2 separate regions of the Mus musculus genome follow, and region 2 is linked to region 1. Evidence: chromatin contacts called from public Micro-C data. All regions are on one chromosome and are shown on one strand. The core of a region is the stretch at or near the end of the contact, and the rest is flanking DNA. Distances in the headings are between cores, read along the strand shown. Region 1 overlaps Dis3l2 (DIS3 like 3'-5' exoribonuclease 2). Region 2 overlaps Dis3l2 (DIS3 like 3'-5' exoribonuclease 2).

Region 1 (4,698 bases), core at 542-3,041:
CAAGTCCCAGCAACCACATGGTGGCTCACAACCATCCATAATGAGATCTGATGCCCTCTTCTGGTATGTCTAAAGACAGCTACAGAGTACTTACATATAATAATAAATAATATAAAAAAAAATTCAAACCTAAGAACAGACTAGCTGAGGCTAAAATCACCAAATACTTAAAGAGATCTACTAAAGGCTGACAAAAACAAAGAAAAGCACATAAAGAAAAAAACTAACACTGTAGACTGATTACTAAAATGAAAAAGATAATATTCTTATGTTATCCTTTTTAGCTTTAGAGTAGAAAAAGAAAAACCGCCGGGCGGTGGTGGTGCACGCCTTTAATCCCAGCACTCGGGAGGCAGAGGCAGGCCGATTTCTGAGTTTGAGGCCAGCCTGGTCTACAGAGTGAGTTCCAGGACAGCCAGGGCTATACAGAGAAACCCTGTCTCAAAAAAACAAAAACAAAAACAAAACAGAAAAAGAAAAACCTCCAAATAAAGCAGAGAGAGATGAAAGGAGCAAGAACTAAAATTAATTTAACAGATACATATGTAAACATTTACACTTATATGTAATTTTAAGTAAACATAAAAAATATATGATTCCCTAAGGAATCACATTTAAAACCTCAGTGCCAGAAAACAGGAAACCTTCTTTCAAGTTGTTGGTCAAGAGAGTCCAAAAGACTCTCAAAATAACATATGCTAGTGCTGTTGCCCTAAAATGCCTCCCAGAAATTGAAGGTCAATCCCTATTGCTGAAGATACCACATACTTCAGATACAGGAAAACTTAATCACTGGCGGAAGAGAGAGAATCAGACTTCCCCTCAATGAGCATCTTAGTTGGTTACCTAACAATCTAAACACATATAGAACACCACAGTGACTCAGCAGGTTACATTTATGCATTTATATATATAAACATATGAGTATATACATGCACATGTATACACATAAAAATATAAGGTTATGAGAAGTAGTGAGAAGACTCAGGAGGAATTGGAGGAATGAGAGGGAAAGGAAATAATTTAAATATAGTACTCCTACATGAAATTTTAAATGAAAATAGATTAAGATTCATGAAACATCTTTAAACCTCTATCTCCTGACGTCAGAGCATGGTAAGCTCTAGACCATGAACATGAAGCACTGACACCTTAGGCATGCTCAGTCTCACAGCCAGAAAGGCCCCGTGGTAAATGGGGTGGTGCCCAGCAAACTCACCGGGCATCTACTTCAAAATCTAATGCAAAAAATAGCTAGATAAAAACAAGTTTTGGGGGTCAGAGGCCAAGAGAAAAATGTCTCGACAAACATGTGCTCTTCTTTAGTCTTCCAAGTCATCGCGTTCCTTTTCAGAGAATAAAAGAGAAGTTAAATGTTGGCTTTCCTTACAGGAGCTAATAGCAAAAGTGTCTGGAAAGTCACTGATTTGTAATACAGACACTCTATACTGTTAATATTTAACATTCAAATAACTTGAGTACTATAAAATTTTAGTTAGTTAAAATGGGCATTCTAAATCTGCCAACTCCTCCCAGCTACAAACAAATTCAAGATATTTTAAAACAGATTTTCTATTCAATTTCCAGTCTAGTGATGACTGGCAGCTGTGGCCTACACTCTGCCAAATCTGACCCCACCCTCGTCCCTAAGGAACAGCTACCGTGTTAGCCATAAAGAAGTAAGGCAGTTTGACCCTGTGATGAGCTTCTCAGAGAAACAGAGATGACTGGTAAATAGAACGTGAACCACACGAGTGTGACACATCACCACCAACTGTTGCTTTCTGCAATGTATTTAAAGCACCCTGATCTTAGGAACCGCCCTCCAATGAAGAGAGCAGCTGCTCAGAGGTCATCCTAACCCATTCTCATGTATCAAAACATCAGCAATGCAAAGTCTCCTCAGCAAGCAGCTGTACTCCTCCTTTGGCAGCTCAGAAATAGAAAGATTCGATGACTAGACTTTAGCATTACTGTCTTAAAGAACCAAGAAGAGAGAATGAGTAGAATCTAAGACAACTCCTAGCTAATGTGTCACTACTCAATTCTTCAATTCACTCAGAAGCCTATTATCTACAGCCAAGTCTGTCATTTTAAAGATAATAAACTTAAGCCAGGTGATGACGGAACCTTTAATCCCTGTACTCTGGAGGCAAAGGCAGGTACACCTCTTGAGTTCTGAGAGGCCAGACTGGTCTACAAAGCAAGTTCCAGGACAACCAGGGCTTTGTAGAGAAATTTTGTCTTAGAAAGCAAAATAAAAGATCCTAAACTTAGGAACTGTTCAATATTATCCCTCTTAACTGGATTTTAAAGCTACACAATTCAACTCTTCACTTGGACACTGGAAGACTCACCTTATCCATTAGAAAGAATAGCATAGTTGAGGGTGAGGAAGGAGACAGGAAGTGGATGGTAAACATCCATAGAAAAATAAAAGGAGTGTGGACACATCTAACTTTAAAAAGAGAGAATGAAGGAAGATAATATAAGAATGTCATAATGCTCAGAGTATCCTCTATTGATGAGATAATAGATCCTTTTGGACCAGGAATAAATTCCACAGCTGGATAAAGCATGCCTCCCATGACAAGACACAAATTACAGAGCTTCATAGACCAATATAATCCAGAACAGAAAAAAATAACAAGCTGTCCATTCCTTTTCTTTAGCTCAACTAAAAAAAGATAAAAAAGATATTGTAATATTATCATTTATCTTACTTTACTTAAAAGTTATTTGTTTTAATTTTCACTTTGTATTTTATTTTTGCCAAGAATTCCAAGATACTAGCAGGTAGACATATGTAACACATTCCATACATTTAGAATCTACCATAAGGGAAAAAAATCTACTTACTACCAATAGAAATTATAATAATTCCAAATCAAGTTCCTTCGATACAAAATATTCTTTCATACGTGATGATGAGGACTTAGCCCACTGGACTAGGTGGATATTTTCAAATGGCAAATAGCACCCAGTAAACATTTTTAGAGTAAGAATAAACCTAATCTAACAGAGGGTATTTTATCAACTCTTCATATTAGACATGAGAAAATCTTTCTATCTCCTGTGCTCAGACCATAGGTTCTTTTCCTACGTGTTCCTGTCTTACAGGTAAGCATTCAAGCCCCAACACTGCACTTCCTAGTCTACCTGTAGGCATTTTGCAATTCAACACAAGTTTGGTCTTGATGCGGACATAAACTATACTTAGCCAGAAATTCATGCTACTGAATTCTATTAATTCTTTTCTACAATGCCTCTAAATATTGAAACTGACCAAAAGAGCCCCAAAACAAGAATACAGTACCATTCTAACATCCAAAATTAGAGTATATTCACCTACAATTGGGCCTTGATAAGCAGCCTTTACTGCCAGTCTTCCCAGGGGTGAATTTAGTATTAATAGTTTCTGGGAGAATGTGACTATTCCATTAGGTTCTAGATAAAACAACATATACATATTTTATAGAAAAACCATCCTAACACTGCATCCATCTAAAACTTTCTAAATAGAATATGACAGGTAAAAGTTTCAAATAGAAAAACAAATATAAACCTTGGAAACACAGATGTTTTGCTTTTTCCTTCCTAATGTTAACAGACCAGACTGAAGCATATAAACATAATATTTGTAAAGCAAAGAATATGAATTTAACTTGCAGGATCCTAACTAGACTCTGTACACCTCCTCATCTGACAAGAAATTCTAAGAGGTAAAAGAATGTGTTCCCCTGAAATCGGCCTAAGCACCGAGGTGGCACTCTGTACTTCATGCAAGTTAAGGAATGGTATTGCTAAGAAACATGGATATAGAACTCAGACCTGTAGGGTAAGATAGCCATATATGCATATGCATATGCTCAAGCCCTGGTTAGATGTAAAGGAACCAAGAGAAGACAAGAATCAAGCTTGAGAAAGAAAGGTGTTAGAACACAGGTTAACAGTCAGCCCAAAGCTCCACAGAATATGAATTCTATATGTAAACAAACATGGGTACAAAGAGGTATCTTTGTCATAAAATTTATTTTAATGTTATTTTTATTCATGTGTATGCAAAGGTGAATAACCATGCATGTAGGTATCCACCAAAGCAGAAGAGGGAATCCGATTCCTTGGAGCTAACGTTACAGTACTGTGAGACCCTGGTGTGGTGCTGGGATCCAAACTTTTATCCTCTGCAAGAGCAGCATGAGAGCTTGACTCCTGAGCCATCTCTCCAGCCCAATTCATAACCTCTTATATATTTGGAACTGTCCCTTAGTTCTAGGCTTCACATGTGTTAAGTGCTAACCTAACAGGGATTTAACTTCAAAGAACTCAAGACTCAACACTTAGGAAAAATAAAAAGCTATAGTAAAGTTTTCAAACGTCTACAGTCCCCTGTATCCTTGCAGCCAGCGAGGCAAACAGAGTAGATGAGAGGTCTGAACTCTGGTCAGTTCACAGATATCTCACGGGATGAATTAAGTGAGATTTTCATGCTTAAAAATCACTGTTTCTCATACACGAGCGAGGACTCCTTAATTAAACTTAGTTAAACTCCTCCAACTAGAAGGCTACAAAAAAAAAAAAAAGTCAACCTTTCTAATGTGAGAAATGTTGATTATATAGAACCTACTGAGATAGCTAATCTTGATTCTAAGATGGCACGTGGCACCTTCTTGAATGTGATCGTCATAGTATGAGCAA
Region 2 (4,773 bases), core at 1,983-4,482, 240 kb before region 1:
TGTAGATATCAGAGGACAATTTGCTGAAGTCAGCTCTCTCTCTTTACTCTGTAAGACCTGGACATCAATTTTAGGCCATCAGGTTCTACTGGATTCTCTTACTGGCTTCTAGAGATGGGTACAGTTCACATAGCTACCTGACAGCTAGGAACTGAAAAGGTTACAGAATTTGAGAAACTTGCTCTGGGTCCCTAACTACAGCCCTGAGATTGGGGTATAAACATCCAACCCTTAGTTTAACACTTCCATAAAAAGGGAAAGAGAGTCTCAGCTTACATCTGACTGGCATTAAAATCTGGTCTCTCTGCTAGACACTGTTCCCTCCTAGGTCCTGAAATTGCATGGTGTGAACTGCTTGGGCAGAATGTGGCTCTTGATCTGAGACTGGGTCATCTTGACACAATGGAATTAAGTAGCACTTTTTTTCTGAGGTACTTAAGAGAATTAATAGAAACAAACAAACAACAATAATAAGCCAGAAAGTTTTCATGTCCCTATCACTCAATTACCACCAAAGGTTACATCTTACATGGTTATAGCTCAGGAAATTGTCACAATGTGTCCATATTGGGGCCACTCTGCACACATGGTTGGATCCTCACAGTTGCCACTGCCCCTGAGACAGACCAGACGGTCCCAGGACATGGGCCTCCCTCCTAGCAACATTAGCTCTGACATCCAGCAACTATTCACTTAGTCTCCTCTTCTGGAATTTTGTCATTATAAAAACTATACTCACACAGCACTTTAGCCTTTCAAAGTTGCCCTAAATTGAGAACTTCGACCATTTTTAAACTGTGTAGAGTATAAAACCACAGCGTCCATATCCAACAAGAGAAAGGCAGTAGTGGCAGAAGATGGTTCCGTAATCCTGGCCAGTGTGTACTCTTTGACAACTCCTCAACCTTGAGCATCAGTTTCCTCATCTGTAAAAATGGGTAGAGGGCTTGAGGGTGGAGGAAGTTAAAGTTAGCAAGTAGAAGCACTTGGCAAAGAGAAGGCTCTCAATAAATTCTAGCTGTTTGTTATGATTGATAAAGAGCCAAGGAAGCTTCCGAGCTTTACTGAAAACAAGGCCCTTGCTGGTCACAGATGATTAAGTAAATGACCACACCAGCCCTTAAATGACCCCAGGGTTTTCTTTCTCTGTGTTCCCAAGACTTTAGCATGGGATGTCTACAGGGTGCTTCACACAGGCATCTCCACAAGTGCAGCCTTGTGAGAACAAGTGGCCCTGCAGCACTGGATTCTCTGTGCTTAAATTCAGGCGGGGGGAGTGGGAATCTGGATAGGGTGGAGGAAGGTCTGAGCACTTTCTACTCAGTACAAAGGCTCTTGAGGATCCAGGCTTGTGGGGTGGGAGACCCCAGGGAGCTACTGAGCTCAGAGGAGTGGCCAAAGAGGCAGGGGTCAGATGTGTGATTGAATTAGGTGCTGCCTGAATATCCCTAAAGCTCAGCACTGCTAAGATCTGCAGGGGTGAAGAGGGACAATGGTCTGCACTACACTTGAGGTCACCTCTACTATGATTAGCTATGGAAATCTGGAGGAAAAAACCCTCCCCCCAAATCACATATGCAAAGGCTCTATTATACAATTGAGAGAACACTCAAATGTCGAGCCTTTGAGTAGCTGGGAACCCAGCACAAATGGCTTGCTATATCTTAAGCAATATGCCCACAGCCCATTGAAAACAGGACAAAACTGGGCATTCAGGATCCGTCATGATTTACTGAAAGTGGCATTGTCTGTGCTTCTGCATGGCACCAGCAGGGGTGGGATGGGGGGTGCTCCTCATGATGGCAGGGTCACTCCTGTGTCTCCTACTCCCTGGGACTTTTCAACTCCCCTGGCCAGTATTCACTCTACTTAGTTTTTCTCCTTTGAAGTTAGAGAATACAGCCTCATCGATCACTGACACATTGGGTTTCAAAAGGACTGGGAGTGAATTCACTTTTTTTCTCTCTCTAACAAGCGAGAAAGATCGAGCTGGGAAGAGTGAGTGAGGAGGTAAGGAGGGAGGGGAGCAGGCCAGGACCAATAGGGCCTGCTGGGTGATGTTCCCGGCCCCATAGTGAACAACTGGGCTCATTGCGGGGGCGGGGGGTGTACTCTTGTAACGGGTCCTGCCCCACTCCACTCCTAAGGACCTGGGCAGCTCACAGAGGCCTCATCTAGATTCTGTGTTGCTTCCTAGTCTCGCTAGACTGTCTAGCAGGAGAGGGAAGTATAGAGCCTTCAGGGGTGAGGACCTCACACATCTTTCACTGGAACAGATATAAAGATGGGCCAGAAAGTTTTCATGTCCCTATCACCCAACTGATGTCTGCTTGTCCCCTATGGGCAGATAGATGGCTTCTCCTGGTAATACCATATGCCCATGCTGTGCAGGCAGAAACTCGTGAGCATCCTGATGAACCCTCTTGAGACTCACCTGTTTCTTCCTGTCAGGTCTGGTCTGATGTCTGATGACTGCTACAAGCTTCTAAATGCCTTGTGTGATGTCCTATCTTGAGCCTTTCCAGTTAGGTCTCAACAAAGCTGCTATAGATAGGGCTCTGAAACCAAAGTCCTACTCCATCTCTCCTGTGGGTAACAGCTTCTACATTGAAATTAAGAAAATGTTTGTGCCTGGGGACAGCCCAATGAGGTCCTCAAAGAACAGCCTGTTTATATATCCTCCGTGACACAGCTATGGCAGAGGCCTACACATTTTAGAACATAGCAAATGACTGCACTGATCTGCCTGGATCTGTTCAGAGAAGCCATTCCCAAACTGTTCTCTCTCACTGGCCCTCCTTGACTAGAATTGGAATCTTCTGCCTGCTCTGTTAATATTCCATACTCATACTCTGACTCCTGACACTTCCTGAAGTCAGGGCTGTCTTGTCTGATGAATGGTGACTGCCACTGTCTTACCAGTGCCTTCTGAATGCTTTTGCTGTGATGCACTTTCCCATGGATGAAAATGGCAGGCCTCTACTTAGATTGGCTGAGGGTGGTCATTTCACAGATTTTTATCAAACGTTAGTTGCACATCCTTCCCAGGCAAACAGTCTTTGGCCTCTCACCCACAGCAGGCTTTCTTCCCACCACATTACACTCCAGCTGTTCAGAGAAAACCTAGTTCCAATGGCAGTTGTAACCCACGAGCTGCCTTGTTGACTGTAATTTTTAAAGCCACTGAGTTATGAGATTAAAGCATGATTGAGTGAGTCACTGACTTGGGCGTTTGCATGTAATCGACAAAGTCTTGCTTGGCTCCGCTCACCATCAGCTCTGTGATAGTCAAGAGGATTTGTCTAGAGAGCTGAGAGATTTCTCTCTTATCGTTCTGCTCCCTGATTCAAAAGATACACTTTTCAGTTTTATGCCAAGTCTTTAAAACCAGAGAAGATCTGCTTACAAGCCACTCCTGAGGTAACTTCTTTGCAGATGGCTCCAGGAGGGTACTGTGCCTGGCAAGACTCCCAGGTCTGACTCTACCCTACATCTGCTCAGGTGTGTCCAGTTCTGTTATTGGAACTTTTTTCCAAAAGAAATGTCTGGGCCTAGGAATGTGTTTATAAAGGAAGAGAGAAAGTAGAAATAAATTCTGAAGCTATAAGACTTCTAGAAGAAAATCTGTGATTCTAGGTCAGTTAAAGATTTCTCATGCCAGGAGTTAGAGGAACAAGCCTGTAATCTCAGCACTTGGGAAGCTGAGTCAGGAGGATCTTGAGTTTGGGGCCAGTCTGAGCTACATAGCAAGACTGTTTAAAAAAAAATGAATAGGACTAGAGAGATGGCTCAGCAGTTAAGAGCACTGTCTGCTCTTCTAGTGGTCCCTCATTCAATTCCCAGCAATCACGTGGTGGCTTACAACCATCTATGATGAGTTCTGATGCCTTCTTCTGGCATGCAGGTATACATGCAGATAGAGCACTCACATACATTAAATAATAATAATAATAAATAATAATACCATCAAAACGAACAAAACAAAAATCTTAGATTTGATAACATAAGGACACAATTGGTAAACTGGACTGCTTCAAAATTAAAAACTTCTTTTCAAAAGAAAGGGAATAAAGAAGAGCCAGAAAGAATAAGACAAGGGATGAAAGAATGAGCTGGATGGCTTGTAGTATCACACAACTTGGTAGAGGTTCTATTTAAAATAGCAAAAGAATCCTCAAAACTTAGTACTAGGAAACCAAAAGACCCACCTAAGAAATGGGCAAAAATTAGAATAGGGAGATAGCTCAGTTGGAACATGTTTCCATGCAAGCATGAGGATCTAAGTTTGGTCTCCAGAACCCACATTAAAAGCCAGGCATGGTGGCACATGCTTGTAATCCCAGTGCTGGGGAGGAGGAGACAGGACGATACTTGGAGCTTACTGTTAGATAGGCGAGCCAATTGGTGACTCTGGGTCTCAGTAAAAGATCCGGTTTCAACAAACAAGGTAGAGGGCACCTGAAGAATGGTACCTTAAATTGACCTTTGTACCCTGTATGCATGTGCTCATGTGTGGCTTACTAGGGACTGAGGATAAGTGAGACAGTCTGCCTACCGAAGGGCACATGTGGAGCTTATTGGGTGAGGCAACTATTCTGTATTTTGACCATGGTAGACATATGATTATGTGTGGAGCTTGTGGACCTATACACTAAAGATGGTGGACTTTATTGTATATAATTCTATCTTCATAGGGAAAAAGGTGGTTGTATTTGATCAGAGCAGGGGCCTGTGCTGATGCTGTTGGCAGTCCTAGGGATGGGATGTAGCATC

What was found. Hi-C and Micro-C count contacts between places; a contact is called where the count stands out from the background.
Region 2: a contact with region 1 is called in a Micro-C map of muscle stem cells, with 4 times the contacts expected there. The contact joins two enhancer-like sites. A contact is called at or near these places in 1 of 484 Hi-C or Micro-C datasets (muscle stem cells), 1 of 115 datasets of contacts at active chromatin or transcription factors (embryonic stem cells) and 1 of 9 other capture datasets (embryonic stem cells).

The regions. Positions count from the first base shown.
Region 1 is chr1:86,755,409-86,760,106 of GRCm38.p6, reverse strand. The region is part of intron 4 of Dis3l2 (DIS3 like 3'-5' exoribonuclease 2); the gene reads right to left. Among named protein-coding and RNA genes, the nearest start is that of Dis3l2, 54 kb to the right of the region's middle. Within about 2 kb of position 1,791, at least 12 of the 459 cell types and tissues checked have an H3K27ac peak or open chromatin away from gene starts, as enhancers often do. A contact at or near this core is called in muscle stem cells, where this site is marked.
Region 2 is chr1:87,000,035-87,004,807 of GRCm38.p6, reverse strand. The region is part of intron 13 of Dis3l2 (DIS3 like 3'-5' exoribonuclease 2); the gene reads right to left. Among named protein-coding and RNA genes, the nearest start is that of Gm28375, 65 kb to the left of the region's middle. Within about 2 kb of position 3,232, at least 15 of the 459 cell types and tissues checked have an H3K27ac peak or open chromatin away from gene starts, as enhancers often do. A contact at or near this core is called in muscle stem cells, where this site is marked.